Regions from separate parts of the Zea mays genome. Here regions 1 and 2 are each linked to region 3. Evidence: chromatin contacts called from public Hi-C data. All regions are on one chromosome and are shown on one strand. The core of a region is the stretch at or near the end of the contact, and the rest is flanking DNA. Distances in the headings are between cores, read along the strand shown. Region 1 holds the start of LOC100282507 (lactoylglutathione lyase). Region 2 holds the start of LOC100284041. Region 3 holds the start of LOC100277418.

The links. A called contact is a pair of places that touch in the nucleus more often than the background predicts.
Region 1: a Hi-C map of ear shows a contact between it and region 3, with 2.9 times the contacts expected there. The contact joins the promoter of LOC100282507 here to the promoter of LOC100277418 in region 3. A contact is called at or near these places in 5 of 25 Hi-C or Micro-C datasets (ear, endosperm, leaf and 2 more).
Region 2: a Hi-C map of ear shows a contact between it and region 3, with 3 times the contacts expected there. The contact joins the promoter of LOC100284041 here to the promoter of LOC100277418 in region 3. A contact is called at or near these places in 5 of 25 Hi-C or Micro-C datasets (bundle sheath, ear, leaf and 2 more).

Annotation. Positions count from the first base shown.
Region 1 is chr1:265,403,971-265,406,670 of Zm-B73-REFERENCE-NAM-5.0, forward strand. LOC100282507 (lactoylglutathione lyase) reads left to right here and starts at 1,270. Exons shown (of 3, transcript NM_001371867.1): 1 at 1,270-1,740. The coding sequence starts at 1,359.
Region 2 is chr1:264,977,725-264,980,424 of Zm-B73-REFERENCE-NAM-5.0, forward strand. It overlaps LOC100284041, which reads left to right and starts at 1,392. Exons shown (of 5, transcript NM_001156939.1): 1 at 1,392-2,098. The coding sequence starts at 1,848.
Region 3 is chr1:265,178,751-265,181,487 of Zm-B73-REFERENCE-NAM-5.0, forward strand. It overlaps LOC100277418, which reads left to right and starts at 1,392. Exons shown (of 2, transcript NM_001165631.1): 1 at 1,392-1,710; 2 at 2,311-2,737. The coding sequence starts at 1,570.

The sequences.
Region 1 (2,700 bases), core at 20-2,519, 230 kb after region 3:
TATCTCTGTCTATCCTATTCCGTCCTCTATATTATTCACTATTTCAAAATGTACTATAATATAAATTCCTTATTTTACACGATCTACCGTGAATAGCTTAAAGAATTGACCAAGAGTTGAAGCATAAGTGGAGATAATGCGCAAAATGCCACCAAATGTTGGGAAATACTCGATTCGAACACAAAAATTTTGCTAGACGCAGATCAATATATATTCCTTGAAAAGTTAGCGTTACTGAAATTTGAAAAAAAGTGTTTCAAAGGTTATTAGGGTGTTCGGTTGCACTAAAATTTAGTCTATATAATGAATTTTTGAATATCAATTACGAGTATTAAATATAATATAATTATAAAACTAATTATACAGATGAAGACTAAACGACGAGCCAGATTGATTAAACCTAATTAATCCATAATTAGTAAATATTTTAGTATCACATGAGCGAACCATAAATTAATTAGGCTTAGAGTGTGTTTGGTTTCTAGAATCTAATTTTTAGTCGCTAAATTGCCAATCACAAGAACTAAAATAGAGATAATTCCTCTTTTAGTCCATGTGTTTAGCAATTTATAGACTAAAATAAAGAGACTAAAAATTAGTTTGTAGAAACCAAACACTCTCTTACTAGGTTCGTATTGCCATTTAGTTCTCATATGTATAATTAGTATTTATTATTAGATTATATTTAATACTTCTAGCATCCAAACATCCTATAACAGAGAAAGTTTAGTCTTTGTATTTAAACACCCGCTCCAAAAGGTTGTCATAATAAGGTAGCTACTATAAAGTAATAAAAGACTATTTAAAAAGTTATGATTATAAGTTATAGGTCGTAAAACATTAAGCATAAAGACTGTAACTATCTAAAAATAAAAAAAAAACACTGGATTATCTAATTTATCGGCTGAATTGTTAGAAAATAAATAAGTGGAGATAGTAGTGTAAAGCAATCATAGACACCTAATTCACGACAAATGTCTATTCCTATGCATCTAGCATAGCGGTTGTTATTCACATTTAAATTTAGAAGAAATAGTTGGAAAAAAAACAATAACCTTCCCGCGAGATGGAAACACTCAAACAAGTATCCTGAATCTACGAAAAGCAGCTCCTTTGTTGAACTGTCCCACTTTTTTTCGGGTGAATTCTAGATTTCTAGTCCGGGGAGGAGCGAACTGATCACACACGTGTGCAGCACGCTGTCGCTGGCCTAGCGGCCCTAGCAAGAGTCAAAGACGGGCATCGGCAGCAACAGCACCACACTCTCAAGTCCCAACTCCCAACATTACGAGACGCCTCGCCGGCCGCGCCGCGCCCAACTCCTCTGATCCTCTTCCTTGTCCCCACCCTCTTCTCCGATGGCGACGCTGCAGCTCAACCACATCGCGCGGGAGACCTCCGACGTGGCCCGACTCGCCGCCTTCTACGAGGCCGTGCTGGGGTTCGAGCGCATCCCTTCGCCCACCTACTCGGGCTTCCAGGTCGCATGGCTCCGCCTCCCGAGCTCCCCCGACGTCGCGCTCCACCTCATCGAGCGGGACCCCGCCGCGGCACCCGTCGCGGTGGGGCCTGGCGCCGAGGGCGCGCCGCCGTCGCAGCTGCCCCGGCGCCACCACCTCGCCTTCTCCGTCGCTGACTACGACGGGTTCGTGACCGGGCTGAAGGCGCGCGGCACCGATGTGTTCGAAAAGTCGCAGCCGGATGGGCGCACGCGCCAGGTCTTCTTCTTCGACCCTGACGGTGAGAGATGCCCTGCTCGTTTTTGCGGTGATCAAACGAGGTCGCAGAGTCCGCATCCTGTGTTGCCTTTTCTCTTCATCAAAATTAATGAAAAGACAGGTCCATGCTTGTTGCAATTGGCTAGAGAATTGCAGCTCTTCAAGAATTCACAACTTCGAAAGTTCTGAATTTCTGCTAAGTTTATGGTTACCTGCAACTGCAAGTCTTTAACCTTCGTTGAACCAAGTAGAGACTAGAGAGTAGAGACTAGCAGACTACAGAAGTTCAATAGTATATTCCATTGAGTTAGAGTGTTAGACACAAGCCGCCCCTACAGAAGTACAGCAATTACAACATTATTTATTAGAATGGGCACACCACTTCCCTGACTTTATGTTAATTGCAACCTCTAAAATTCTCAGTATTGGCGGTCTCAACAGAACCACGAGGTTCCCCAACACGAAGGCGGTCTTAACAGAGCTTGTAGATGCTATCAATTGACTTTATGCTTGATGTAGATGAAGAAGATCTTGTCTTCACCAAACTGGGACTTGACGTTCCTAGTTGATGGAGAACTTGACGTAGATCTGTGCAACAGTACCTGGACGTGGGTAGACAACCTTTCTAAACCCTCCAATGCCTAATTGATATGCACAACAATGCCGGCTCGCCGGATTTTCCGTCGATGCGCCTTTGTGTGTCGCCGATCTCGACTCTGATCGGAGGAGTGCACAGTGGGGGTGGTGGGGTGGGGTGATGCACCTTGGCCAATCTCTACAGCCTGTGGATCAACCGCGTCTCTGTGGCCTGGCCCATCCTCGGGTGGTCCTTCGTCGCACCGACACAGCCCTAGCCGGCTCTCCTGTCGATGCCCACCTTCATCAACCTTGGACCCCTTGGACCGATGGGTGGGATCAGCAGTCACTTGCTAACTCGTTTAGCACGATGGCCCTGGCTCCTACCTTCATCGACTGGGTGGCT
Region 2 (2,700 bases), core at 142-2,641, 200 kb before region 3:
GACGTCCTGGCCCGGCCCAAACCTGCGCCCGGCGGGGGTATCCGCGCGGCCCATTCCACGACGCCATCAACAAACGGGCAAGTCAATCGGTCGCCATCGGCCCAAATTTCTGTGTACGGCATTTTGAAGTCTGCCAAGGTTTTAAAATAACATGAGCTTCCATACGTCCCCATCTTGAGATCTCGTTAGCCGACAATCCAACGTAATCCCTTCTGTTATTTTTGGGACTTAACCGTGCTATAAGTCAGGGGCAAAATGGTAATTTTGTTCCTATCTAAAACGAGTTAGGAGGTATTTGAATGCACTAGAACTAATAGTTCGCTGCTAAGATTAGCTGAAGGCATCCAAACAACTATTTTTACCAAATTAGCTAATAGTTAGATAATTATCTGTTGGTTAGCTATTTACACTAACATTTTTCAGTCAACTAACTATTAGATCTAGTTCATTCAAACACCCCTAGTGACATAGTCCAGTTCATGTCTACTTGATTTTAAGCCAGATTCTTGATAATTTAAATGGTTTAAGGTTGTCATAACTATACAAAACAATGAATATATTGTTTTTTTAACATGAAAGCATGTGAGATGTTGCTCAAAACTAAACATGGATAAACTAAACTCTACACTAATCCATTCTCCACCCAACAATAAAGTCACTATTTTGTCTTTCGACTTAATAGCATTGAGTCCTTAAACTAACGGAAGCATCATATAAGGAACCAATTTTTTTACTTGTTTCTTAAGTAAGCAAAGCAAGCTTGCTCCAAGGGATGAAATCTTTCAACGACTAGGGAAGTGTCACCAATAACTTTTTGGGTCAAATATGCAACTTCAGAAATAAAAGGGACAAAGAAGGAAGTGGAACTTTTTCTATGGCTAAGTGAATAATTCTCTCCATATTTTTTATTTATCTCTATGTGCTCCTGTAATATAGTGTGTTCTAGATATTTTAGAACAAATCAAGAAAGAGCATGTACTCTTACTTTATTTTCTAATAAAATGCTATCATCAATATCATTAATCGTGATTGGTTTACAAATAACAATATAATATCAACCAAATTTATGCAACCATTTACTGAAAATTGGTTTTTGTTCCCTAGACTTTCTTAGTCTGTTTGAGTATTTTTTTTTTGTTTTTTGCATGGGAGTATGGATCACCATCAGTCTGTGGTTGCTGATTTTTTTTAAAGCTTAATCCTTTTGTCAAACATCCTCATTTATACCTCTTGTGGTAAAAAACTCAGCTTTGAATCTTAGAGTCATCGTTGTAAGCCATGACACTGAGGTAAAATGGCTCGACGTTATGACCTATGACGCCAAGATTGCATGACTGGTGATCATATAATGCTAGTGTGGTAGTCATCTTGTTGCCGTAACCTTTGTGCCACAATCTTGGCGCCGAGGTGGCTCCACTATGGCGTGACTGCGTGAGCATAGCTCCACTATAGAGTTAAAGTACTATTTAGAAGTATAAGATAACTTATAAATATCATTATAGAGAAGATGATTTTGAGAATACGGTAAGAGAAGTCTGTTAAAAAGAGTGTTATAATAGGGGAAAAAAACTCCCCTCGCTCCTTCACCGGCGCTTCCTCCCGAGCTGCCTCCGCTCCGCCGCCAGCTGTCCCCTCCCCAGCGCGTCATCCGTCTGCACGCCACCGCCTATCCACTCGCCTGCACATCGCCGCCCTAGCAGAGACGTCTGCACATCGGCGCCTGGAGGACGAGAAGCGAGGAAGAAGACCCACACTCTCCTGGAAAACGCATCACAAGACTTCAGCCTCCCTTTCCGGCCGGAGATCCGACTCGCGTCTCCGCGACAGATCCGGGCAAACGGCGGCTGATGCAGTTCTTCGGCGGTTCGTCGCTGACGTCGATCGCGCCGGAGGCGACCCCAGCCCCGGCGGCGCCCCCCGGCACGGGCACGGGCGCCAGCGCGCAGGTCCTCTACGTCTTCAACCGTAACGGCGTCTGCCTGCTCTACCGCGAGTGGCATCGCCCGCTCCGCACGCTCGATCCCACCCAGGACCACAAGCTCATGTTCGGACTCCTCTTCTCCCTTCGCTCCTTCACCGCCAAGATCGACCCAACCACGTACGTCCTACTTCTCGATCTTCTAGCACTCGTGTGAGCGATTATCTATTGAGACGGCCGTTAGTCGGAACTCGGAAATAATTTCTCATCGATTCTGCATCTGGCCAATGTATGACCTTATGTTAGAAACTAGACTAAAAGGCAGGTGCGACCTTGCCCCGCGAAAGTTAAGATTGGGCCTGTTCTGATCAGCCCACACATTTAGTTTTTGGTACACTTAGTAACTACTTAGTATGTATGATGATCTAGTACGGTTTATGCAGAGCATGACAGTCTTGCCAAATCACATACGAATGTTAACCAAATGACTAAATATTTGGAGTGCCAGCTCTAACTTTTGTGTGATCTGATAGTTCAGTTTGAAAGCAGAGAAAACCCACAATGGTTTTATGGAATATGATGGTCAGAAAATAAAAATGTTCTATATCTCAGCACAAACATTGAACAGCACGACATACACAGCAGAAGCCCATAAGGCAGACTGATAAATTAATTGATGATACAAATGGGTAAAGTAGTAAGTAAACTATCTGCATTTCTCACCTAATGCCAAGAACTCTTGGATTCATCCTCCAAGGACCTCTTGTTGTACTTTCGAAAAT
Region 3 (2,737 bases), core at 142-2,641:
AAAGGAGTTTAGAAATTGATTTTTAGTTTAAAAATAATTGCAGAAACCCATTTAATTCATGGAAATTTCATATTAAATCCAAATAAGTTCATTCCAATTTCTATAATTCTATAATATTATTTTTTATCACATAATACCTATGTTTTGTCATGAAAACAACAATAAATTGATTTCCTAATTAATCATATATCAAATACATAGAAACTTTGGAAATTCGCAGCTTCCTCATTTTAATTCTAAATTGAACTGTTTCAGTTGTGTTAGTCTCGTATGAATATTTACTACGCAGTAACAACATTGATTATACCATGTTTCATACTTTTATAATTAGATATTTATTTTATTCTATGTTAATTGGGTTAATCTATATCTATTGGATTAATTTATTTAATATATTAATATAGTATTCTAACTTTATGGTTATACGATGTTTGACCATTCGTCTTGCAAATACACACACTCACCTTTTTGTTTAAGCAAAAGCGTATGGTGGTACGTGTCCGATGACTAACGATGTACGAGGGAATTTCTTCCGGTATGTGTGAAACATGCTCTCCAATAATGAGACCATGCAAATCGTGACATATATCGAAGTCTGCATGATACTGATGGTTGCAATATAGTGGTGAAACAGATAGATTATGAATAACAAAATTTATGTATGGCCAGAATCACAAATTGATTATGAAACATTTTCGCATAACGGTATAACACATATTTTATATATAAGTTATCGTAGTATACTGGTATTATATATTTCCGTTGCAACGCACGGGCATTCAGCTAGTAGATCATAAATACAGCTAAGACACAACGTGTATAGAAAGTCGTGAAAAACGGACTCTTCGCGAAGAGTTCACCTATTTTATTTTTTCAATTAGGCCTTAGACTCAAGAAGCTCTATATTAAGTGCAGTTGTAAAACCCTAAGCTACGAGAATTAAGAAAAAGGGAAAAGATTATTCGTCCGGCACCACATTCCTAGTGTGTCAATTGTTTACCGATCCCAATGAAGATCTCGGGGCGTGGGTCCCGCGTGATCCCCACGCAACCCGCAAGTGTGTGTGTGGCGCTGGAGCTGGAGTACGGTACTCAACTACGACGGCTCGGCTCCTCCGGTTCAGCTACGCGTAGTACACGAGAGTACTAGACGGGGGAGGCGCAGAGCAGTGAGTGGCATAGGCTGGTCCATCCCCATCACACACAGCGGGCGCCATCTGCCATCAATGCGGCCTACCCCGCTCGCATTCATTGCACATCTTGTCCTCATGCCTCGCCTTTCCAACACCTTAATTAATGCCGCGCCCATACGTGCCTCCAAACCCCGACCCTTTTTTATCACTCGCTCGCTCCCTCCTCGTCCTCTGCCCTGCTCGCCCACGCACCTCCTCTCTCTCCCCTCCTGCGCTAGCACTACTACTGCTACCAGCGAGTGCACGACACACACATCCTCCTCCCCCCTTCGTCTCTCTCTCCCTCTCTCTCTCTGCCTGCGCGCCTGAGAGCTGCCACCGCCAAGGCGAAACGGCCGTCGCCGCATGCTGCGGCTGAGCTAGAGACGAGAGGCGAGATGGCGGCCGAGGCGCTGGGGTTCATGGCGCGGGGAGCCACCGGCGGGAGGGCGGCGGAGCTCGTCACCAGGGACTTCCTCGGCGGGTGCGCCGCCGCCGAAGACGACGCCAGGGACGCGTCCGCCAGGAATGACGCCGTGGTAAGCACCTCGGCCCCGTGCTGTCTTTGAATTCGCAAAGCCTCTCTGTTCTCTGCTCTCCCCTGCCTCTGCGTGTGATGTGCCTGTGCATGCTCGCCTTCGGATCGGACCCGCTTGCTGATGTTGCTTGATTGAATTGGAAGAGCGCACCTTGACCTTGGTGTTCATAAGTTTTTCGAAGAAGGAAGAACTTTCTTCGCTTTCTCCAACGTGGAAAAGTCTTGGTCCGAGGCCTCCATCCAAGACGACTATTCTGCTATAGCCTATAGTATCCAGTTTGGATTTGCAAGTGGTCAATAGTAATATTAGTCCAAATTCCATTCCCTCGTGATCAGAATTTTATATGAAACATGTTGCTCTACCAGAACCATTAAACATTCCCACTAAACTAAACGCGAAATACTAAAATCTGTACTTGCACATGCATGCTGTCCTTTTTTGTGCTTTATTATCTATAATCACAATCAGTTGTGATTATAGAAGAATTTACTAGCACATCAGTAGCTGCATTAGCTTACGCTTATCTATAATCACAATCAGTTGTACTTGCTCTAGTTGAGAAACGAAGCTAATGTTTTTTTTTTGTGCGCCCACGTGCAGCCCGCGAGGGTGCACCAGCAGAAGCACGCGTGCCCGGCGGCGCCGAGGGACCTGAACCTGTTCCCGGTAGCCGCCACCACGAAGCCCTGCGCCGCGACGGCGGCAGCGGCAGCGGCACCAGCGGTCGCGGGCGGCGCCACGGCTACGTACCACAGCGTGTGCACGATCGAGAAGGTGAAGACGGCCCTGGAGCGGTTCGAGCGCGGCAGGCAGCACCAGTCCCCGCACCCGCACCAGCAGCAGCAGCACAGCGGCGCGGGCGCGTCCCCGTCGTCGTCTTCCGTGACCACGTCCTCCGTGAAGCGCCGCGGCGGCGGCGGCGGCGGCGGCGGCGGCGTGGAGCAGGGCGACGGCTGCGACTCGCCCTCCGGCGGCGGGATGGTGGCCGCGGCGTGCCCCAGGTGCTTCCTGTACGTGCTAATCTCCC